Regions from separate parts of the Mus musculus genome. Here region 1 is linked to region 2. A link is a contact called in public promoter capture Hi-C data. All regions are on one chromosome and are shown on one strand. Each heading gives the region's core, a stretch centred on a gene start, on an enhancer-like site or on the middle of the called end of the contact. The rest is flanking DNA. Distances are from core to core; before and after follow the strand shown.

Region 1 (4,329 bases), core at 956-3,455, 2.8 Mb after region 2:
CAAGTTAAACACACACACACACACACACACACACATTGTGAGTGTGCTTAGAATGTGACCCCAGCTCACCCTGTCTACAAGGCTTCTGCGCACTAGGTCAAGTATCTCAACCAAGAGGAGGCTTGGGGTAGTTTGGTTTGGTTTGGTTTTTAAGCTTAGAACACACACAAATCTGTCTCTTAGGTTTTTAATGTCTTATAAACTGAAGTTTATTCTTAGCACATTCCTCTTTATACAACCATATCTCTCTGTACAGTTGTAAGTGAGTCTAAATGCATTTCCCTCTCCCCAACGCTGTGCCCCAGTATAAGACAACAATATCTCTCTAACAGTATCTTAAATAAATGCAAGGAGAGGAAACTACATGCCACACCTACCATCAAGGTCTACACACTTTGAAAATTAAATAATCTGGTGAGGTCCACAAAGTCTACTCAGTAAAGCTCATGTGAGCTGCCTTAACGCAGAAGAGGAAGGAAGGTTAGAAAGCTGGGAAGCTGGGAACCGGCCTGCTTCTTCTGCATACAAGTACATGTCCCCAGTCAGCACGTGCTGTCTGGCTGACTCAAAGGTAGTCGATGGCCAGTGCTTTCTTACAGGTGTCCAATCCTGGCAAAGTTGTCCAGGTCAGCAGGTTGTTCCACTAAGCAGTAACGAGGACGAGGACAGACGTCCTCTTGGAGGGGTCACACCAACCAGGGATAATGTCTTCTTTTTGGTTATGGTTTCCAGCAAGTTGGATTTTGTTTTGGTGTCTCGGGTTTACTTAGGGAAGAGCAGATGAGGACAGGAGCAGGAGATGAGTAGGGCACATAAGTGAGAGAAACTGATCCAGGTCTCTAGATTATATGGAGGAGGGAATGGGTGTGGAAGCACCAGGGAGAGGGTGGGGATGGGGGTGTGGGCTGTGAGTTTGTGCTTTCCCAGGCGGGCCGGCAGGGGCCGAGGCAGTGTTGGAAGATCGCATCTTGGTGTTGGGAAGTTTGTGGTCTTTCTTCCACTTCATTCTCCGGTTCTGAAACCAGATCTTGACCTGGCGCTCCGACAAGCAGAGCGTGTGGGCGATCTCGATGCGGCGCCGCCGGGTCAGGTAGCGGTTAAAGTGGAATTCCTTCTCCAGTTCCAAGACTTGCTGCCGGGTATAGGCGGTTCGAGAGCGCTTAGGTTCGCCTCCGTTATAACTGGAGTTGACTGAACACCAGAACCCCGAAAGAGAAGGCCAAAGAGGAAGAAGTAGAAGAGGAGGAGGGGAGGAGAGAGGAGATAGGGTGGGGAAGAGCAATCGGACATCATCATTATATAATAACCTGACACCAAGTTCACACAAGATACATAAAAAGGCAAAGAAAATGTTTCACAGGCTATTGACAACGGGAAACACCCGAGAGCCATAAAGAATGGTGCTGGGCTTTGGGGCTGAAGAAAAGCTTCAAAGACACATGGCCGGGAGCCTCTGCCAGGGCAATTAAATTTATGGGGGCTATAATTACTGCCCTAACAGTTTGGCGTCTCGTAAATCTCAGGATAAAGGGACCCTGGGTACAAAAGGGTTCTCACGTTAGGACCAGGCTGCGGGCGGCGCGCACACACCCACAGCCAAAGCGCCGGCCAGATGGGGGTCCCCTCCCGCGCCCTGCCCCGCGCCCCCACGCCCGCTGCCCTCCCGGCGGCGCCACATACCGGCGCTCACGTGGATCTTCTTCATCCAGGGGTACACCACCGGCTCCTTGCCCTTCGGGCCCGCCGGGCCCTGGTCCGCCAGCAGCAGCGGGCACGCGGGGGCGCTGCCCCCCGTCGCGACAGCCGGGGTGGTGGGGCCGGGAGCGCAGTGCCGAGGGGGCGCGGGGGGCTGCGGGGCCGGGCTGGGGTGCGCGCCGGGGGCCGGGGACTGCTCGGGTCGCGCGGGGCTGGCCCCGCGGCAGGCGTAGGGACAGGCGGCGGCGGGCGCGGGGTACAGGCCCCCGGGGTAGCTGGGCTCGCGCGCCCGCGGCGCGTAGTAAGCGGGGGGCTGGCGGGCCGCGTGCGGGTTCGGGGCCGGCAGGTGCGGGGCGCTCTGGGGCCGCGGGTAGCCGGGACCCCCGCCCACGGCGCCGTCCCCACCGCCCGGGCCACCGTGCGGGGCGAACTCCTCGAAAGGAGGGAACTTGGGCTCGATGTAGTTGGAGTTTATCAAAAACGAGCTCATGGTCATTAATTTGTGAAGTGCAAAAATACTAATTTTTCTCGCGGTGTCGTTTTTCTGCGCTCGCCGAGGCCCCTCCCCCTCTCGCCGCGCTTCCCATCCCCCCCCCCCCCCCCCCCCGGCCCCGGCGCCCGCCCCTCCCCCCGCTGTCAAACGACTGCCCCTCCCCCTCCCGCCGTCGCCGCCGCCGAAGTCCGCGCCGCTCCTCCCCCGCCCGCGCGCGCTCCCCGTGGCCCTGCGCGCCCCGCCCCCGCGCCCCACGTGCTGCGATCCGGCCAATGGGAAATCCGCGCGCGCGGACCCGGATCAGGAAACGCGCGGGGGATGCGTGATGGATGCTGCTAGCCTTCAGGGTGGGAGAAGCGAGCTTGGGTTCCTCGGGCCCCCCAACTTGGGTTCCGGCTGAGAAGTTGGGGCCTGTTAGACTGCGGGTCCTTTCGAGCCCTGTTCCTGCCCACGTCTGTCCTAGGCCTCTGGGCAGCTGGTCGCCACGACTCAGCGCCGATCTCCAGTCCAACCAGGCTTCGGGTGGTCCTCCGAGGGTTCGAGGCCCTCCAGGAGAGGGAAGGGCACTGGGACCAAGAGGCAGACCCTGGCTTTTTATCCTAGCTCTGGAATAAAACGAAGGAGGCCTACGGACCCATTTTTCTCGCCCTTTGATTCTTTGTCCACGCCCTACACATCCACCCGGCTGTTAGGGAGTCCCTGCTTTGCGAAGCCAGGGCTGGAGCTGCACAGGGAGGATGGGTAGAAGGGCCGCTGAACAAGCGGGTCAAGGAAGTACAGCAAGCGAGGGCGATCCACTAAAACCTCGTGGATACTTATTTTTACTTTTTTTCTTTCAGACGCAGAATTTGTACATTATTTTTTCATTTAAAGACTTGGAACCTTCCTATATTGCAGTTGATGGAGGTGCTGAGGAGAGCTAAATGTGCCTCCTTTATTAGGCGCTATTGTGAGACCTCCACCCCAGAGTGGGAAGAGAGACGACGCCTGCACAAAACCCGGCTTCGAATCCAGTAACTTCGCGTTTCAGAACAATCACCAAACAAAAACAAGTTTGAGATACAATAAGACCCTGCCTGGTCTAATTGTCAATCGGTCTTTTCTAACTTTTCCCTCCCTTCTCCTTTTGGATGCTGTTTCCTCGTGCAGGATCTAAACCAAGGGCTATATTTACAGACCAGCCCGCGATTGCTGAAAAATTAGCATTTTAACGATATCAGTAGCTCTGGAAAGGAGAGAGAAGGGACTGTTGCCTGCCATTTGGTAATTGAAATTTGATGGGTAAACTAATTATGCCATTATTATTAACAAATAAATTACTTATTAATTCCACCTAATGTTGATCTTTGAAGTAAATACTGATGCCTCACTCGTACCTGGAATTGTGCTCTTTCTTTCTTCTGAATAGCAGACACGCCTAGATCCTTTGCATGATGGTAAAGCAGTGCAAACTATCACCGCCATTCTAAAAAATAACTCTCCTCTGGGTATGCAAAGCAGTTTCCGTTGGTGCACCTTGCTGATTTTTCAGAGAGCAGGATAGAACAACGGCCTTCTCAAACGCAGACCAGGAAAGTTATAACCCAAGCCTAGAGACACTTCAGAAAGAACATCCATTCTATCTTCATTCATATCTGTTACTCACTTGAGCTACTAAATACTGGGATATATCCTATTTGATAGATAGTCATTTAATGCTTAGACACATGAAGACTATTATTGAGACTAATCTTTAAAGTAATTTAGGGAAAGAGGTTAAAAAAAGGATCATGTTAGTTTCTTATTGAAATCATCCTGAAGTAGTACAAAGAGATTTTCCACACTGGGTGTCTGTGCTGGTAAAGAGAGCTGTCCACTGACAGGAAGCACCATGATTTTTTTTTTAAATGAAAATCTGAGCCATAGATGGAAACCAACAAAGATTCTAATCTCTAGATATCTTCTCTAGACTGGAGGAAGGAAATCTAGCCTGATGTGGCTACTTTAAACTGATATCTCTCTCTAGCAAGAAAATAGCAAGAAAATAGGTACACAAATGAGACAGGAGACATCTCTAACATTAGTAGCACACAGACAGACCATACAAATACACATGCACTGCATATCTGCATGTGTTCAGGTTGGATGAAAAGCTTGAGGAA
Region 2 (4,506 bases), core at 714-3,213:
ATAGAGGTCAGTAAGCCAGAAAGGTCCCACAAGAGGGGAGGGAAAGAGGCCTCAGTGTGGGGAGGGAAGAGTAGAGCACATGCAATTTGACAGAAGAGGGCAATACTGGGAGCTAAGGGGTGAGGGCAGGGGCAGGGGTGAGTTAGCAGAAACTACTCACATATGGAAAGACTTATGGAAATTCAACACTTTGTATGCTAATTAAAACACTTTTAAAAAGGATTTTGAATGACGGGCTAATAACAATAAGAACTTTAAGAAGTTTAACACTAAGAACATCCCTTACTTATCCAGGCATTTGGAAGCAGAGGCAGGAGAAGCCCAAGTGTGAAAACAGACTTGACCGCATGGTGAGTTCTAAATTAGCCAGGATCATATAGCGGGTGAGACCTCTCAAAACCATCCCACCCTGACCAGGCCAGGGATACGGCTCAGTTGGCAGAGCCCTGAAGTAGAAACACACTGTTGGAAAACAGCCACAGCTGACCTGCTGCATTCGAGTTGCTGTGAACCTTGAATCTCTAAAAATCCAATTATCTGTTAAACAAGAAGATTAAAGGATGAGAAATTTGGTCCATAGAGAGCTACAATGTTTGAGAATTCTTTTCTCCTGAGTAACGGTTAATTTCTTACTCCTTTTCAGCTTGCCAGAACAACTTATAGCTAAATTACTAACGGATGATAATTCCATTTTTATATAAAATGCGTGGAGATTCTTTTTAAATGTTGAAACAGACTTATCTTGGAGTCAGGTGTATAGTTTGGCAGTACAGAGCTTACCTAGCAGCTCAAAGGCTTTGTGCTCCTACCCGGAAGGCAAGAACTTGGCTGAATTGTTTCTGCTTGTTCTTCCTTAACCTGTTATTTTCTTTGGAGAACATTTTTTTTTCCTTGTCACTTGCACTGGTACTCAGGATTGCTGGTTTTATATTTTATTATTTTCCAGTGGCATCGAGACTTGAACCCAGGGTCTCAGTATGCTAAACTCATGCTGTCCAACTAAGCTTCTATGCTCAGTTCTCAGCCTCAACCGTAATACTGAAAACATGGACGTTGACACCCCTCCCCCACACTTCAGAGATGTACTGATTCGAAGTGTGTGATTGTGAATGGGTGCGTGCAGCAGTGTAAACAAGCTCTGAGGCCAGTGGGCAAGAGGAAAGGGTTGGGTGTCTTCCTCTATCATGCTCCATTTAATCCTTTCATGTAGTCTCTCCCTGAACCCAGGGTTGGGATTTTCTTGTCTAGGCTGAAAGCCAGCAAACCTCATTGATTTTTCTGTCTCCACCTACCTTGAAACTGGGGTATTAAGAGTCTGAGATGCCTGGTTCTTTATGTGGGTGCTGGGATCTGAACTCTGGTACTTATGATCGCACAGCAAGCACTCTTAGCTACCGCTCCAAGTGGCCAATTCTCCAAGACTACGTACATTTCGAGAGATTGATTAAATGGGAAGAGGTATATAAACCCTGTTTTGAGAACCCATTGTATCCTGGCACTGCACTTATTCTTAAGGAGACTCTGGGAATGAAGCAGTGAAGAGCACGAAGTTTGAAGTGGGCAAACAGCATCTGTTTTGCAGCCTTGGGCTATGCAGGAGAAGCCAATTTGTAGGGCTCAGGTAGCGGTAGGGTGGCGAAGCTCAAGCTAAATTAAGCTCAAGGACCCTTAGAGGATCGCCAGGTAGACTGTGGGCCACGGAAGCAATCACGAGGGTTGGTGGAGACGTTTGGCCTGGAGCAGCAAGAGGGGCGGGGCAAAGCGGGGCTTGGCCAAGGGGCGTGGCACAAGGAAGAAGAGGGGCGCTAGGACAGGCCGGATGCTAGGGTAGAGCGGGAGCTGGGGAGAGGTAAGGATGAGGGCGGAGCTAAGTGGGGCGGAGCCCAGAGGAGGGGGAAGATTGATTGGGGAGGAGCTGCGGGGAGAGGACGGGAGCTGAGGGGGACAAGGGCGGGACTAAGCGGGTGAAACAGAGGGGCGGGGCCCAGGACGGGGCGGGGCTAAGGGGGCGGGACCGGGCAGTTTCTGGCGGCAAGGCTGTTTGTTACTCGCGCAGGTCTGGTGGATCCTGCCTGGCAGCTGCAGGGCGGACTCAAGAGCTCGAGGCAAGGGCTCCTTTCGCTTCCCGCGGCCATGGAGCGGCTGACGTTGCCTCCTGGTGGTGCGGAGGCAGTGGACGAGTACTTGGAGTACCGGAGGTGAGGCCTTAACTCTGCTCCGCGGGGCGGGCTCCTGTTCACGGACTCTTGTCCGTCCGAGCACGGTGGGACGAACCCGGACCCAGCGGACGAACGTACTAGCGCTCTGGGAGTCTGTTCGGGAGGCCTGGATTAATTTCACATTTCATCCTCTGTAATTAAATTTGCAGACACACAATTCTATTCTATAATGAATCTCTTCGGAGACCACTTGAGAGTCTCCTTTGCCAAAAGGGATGATTAACTACTTTTAAAATGGATCCCTTTTTGTTTCTCTTAGTGACAATTGATTTACATATTGGGTCTATAAAAGTTAGTAGATGTCAGTTTATACATCAATTCAGTGCTCTCCCAAACCAAGGGAGATGGTTTTTGGACTTAGCTTCCGAGACTCCTCTCTGGAAGCAGGGAACACAGCTGCTTGCTCCTTTGGCTCCACACACATCTGCCCCCAATTCCCATAGCCTAGGAGGGGTTTCTTCTTGACAGCTGGGAAACTGGGAGAATAGAGGTTACAGACGACTTGGAGAATGTGTGTGCACAAAGGAAAAGCCAGATGTATAGAGCTTCCCCCAAGTCATTCGTGGGGTGTCCAGGCAGTTGGGTTTCCCAGCATATTGCCCCAATAGTGTAGTTTTGGGTAATGCTTAGAACTTTCTGAAGATTCTGAACAGGAAATGTGAGATGGAACAGCTTGATCAGTCTGTCTTAGTTAGGTTTCTATTGCTCTATTGAAACACTGATCAAAAGCAACTTAGGAGGAAAGGGTTTATTTCAGTGTATAGCTTGTAGGCCATGATCCAGGGAGGCCAGGCCAGGGGCTAATGCAGTGCCCCTGGAGGGTGCTGCTCATTGCTTTGCTGTTCATGGCTTGCTCGGCCTGTTTGCTAATAGCATAGTAATAGTGAGCTGGGCCCTCCTACATCAATCAGAGGTCCTGCCACAGGCTTGCCCACAGGCCAGTCTAGTGTGTATGTGTGTCATTTTTTCTCAGTTGAAATTTTCTTATTTTTTTAAAAATTCTTTTTAAAAAGGAATTATTTATTTTTTGTATATGAGTACACTGTACCTGTCTTCAGACACACCAGCAGAGGGCATCAGATCCCATTACAGATGGTTGTGAGCCACCATGTGGTTGCTGGGAATTGAACTCAGGACCTCTAGAAGACCAGTCAGTGCTCTTAATGACTGAACCAACTCTCCAGCCCTCATTTGAGATTTTCTATTTCTGTATGACTCTAGCTTGGGTCAAGTTGACATAAAACTAGGCAGTAGCACCCAGTCTTCATGGTAGGTTCACCGCATGCTCACCCTCTTACAGAGCACGGCTGGCTTCTTTAGTTTTGCTTTCTGGCTTTTCACTTGTCTCTTGTCCAGAAAATGGTAGGGACAGGCTCATGGAAAATTATTTTTTGCAATCGTAAATATTATGGAACATTTCCCTTTAGGAGAGATTATTGCATCAATAAGATCTGAGAAACATGAAGACTCGGCCTTCCAGATATCAAAGGGTTATTTGGGGAAGGCATTCCAAAATGATCCCTATCAGAAACCAACTTTCCTATTGTCAGGGGCCAGGCCTGTAATCTCAGCCCTGAGGAGATGTCTAGGAGGGTAGTGAGTTCAAGATCAGTCCAAACCACCTGGTGAGAACCTGCTGAAAAACTAAAGGCGAGGCTGTAGCTCAGTGGTAGAGCATCGCCTGGCAAGTGCAAGGCCCTGGGTTCTGCAAAAAGAAAGGCCAAACAAAACACGTTGCCATTTTTCTTTAATTTTTGACTTGCCTTTGGTGGGAGGCATCTGGGAGAGAGTTTAGTCTTTTTCCTCACAGTGTCAAAAGATGGGGCACCTGGGGGCTTACTAGAAGATCAGGGTGTTAGACTTACCCAGGCTCAGTAACTCAGTCCAGCAGGTGAACAAATGCCCTGGACACAGTGGACGTACAATAAAGTTTGAGCTGTTTTGGTTTGGAATTTAGATACCAACACTTTCTTACTTAAAAGATTTGCATTTATCCTACACTCTTTCTGTATCTGCTGCTGTTCTTTGACGGCTATAATAAAACTTTATCTCAGAATAAGTCATAAAAACACTATTGTGTGTCTAGAGTACTTAAGCAGAGGTGAGAACAAGAAAGGGCAGGCATTAGGGGAGAGGAAGGACTGAATGCAGGCTACAGGCACAGGTAGGAAAGAGGAGAGAAAGCTCTGTCTGCATTCTTTCGTTTTCTTGGAGGATGAGTGTGTAAACATTTATTAAATTGTTTAAGTGCAGAGTCCAGTGGGAAGCTCCACAGCTTCAGAATTCT

Evidence for each region. Promoter capture Hi-C pulls out the DNA fragments that hold promoters and counts their contacts.
Region 1: a contact with region 2 is called in a promoter capture Hi-C map of pre-B cells, with 2.5 times the contacts expected there. The contact joins the promoter of Hoxa4 here to the promoter of Fam221a in region 2. A contact is called at or near these places in 3 of 39 promoter capture datasets (hippocampal neurons, liver and pre-B cells) and 1 of 9 other capture datasets (adipose tissue).

Annotation. Positions count from the first base shown.
Region 1 is chr6:52,189,498-52,193,826 of GRCm38.p6, forward strand. It overlaps Hoxa4 (homeobox A4), which reads right to left and starts at 2,206. Exons shown (of 2, transcript NM_008265.4): 1 at 1,681-2,206; 2 at 185-1,191. The coding sequence starts at 2,191. The coding sequence ends at 845. The region is part of intron 2 of Hoxa3 (homeobox A3); the gene reads right to left. It overlaps LOC115490409 (a long non-coding RNA gene), which reads left to right. Exons shown (of 2, transcript NR_168044.1): 2 at 3,028-3,563.
Region 2 is chr6:49,365,776-49,370,281 of GRCm38.p6, forward strand. It overlaps Fam221a (family with sequence similarity 221, member A), which reads left to right and starts at 1,964. Exons shown (of 7, transcript NM_172727.3): 1 at 1,964-2,198. The coding sequence starts at 2,134.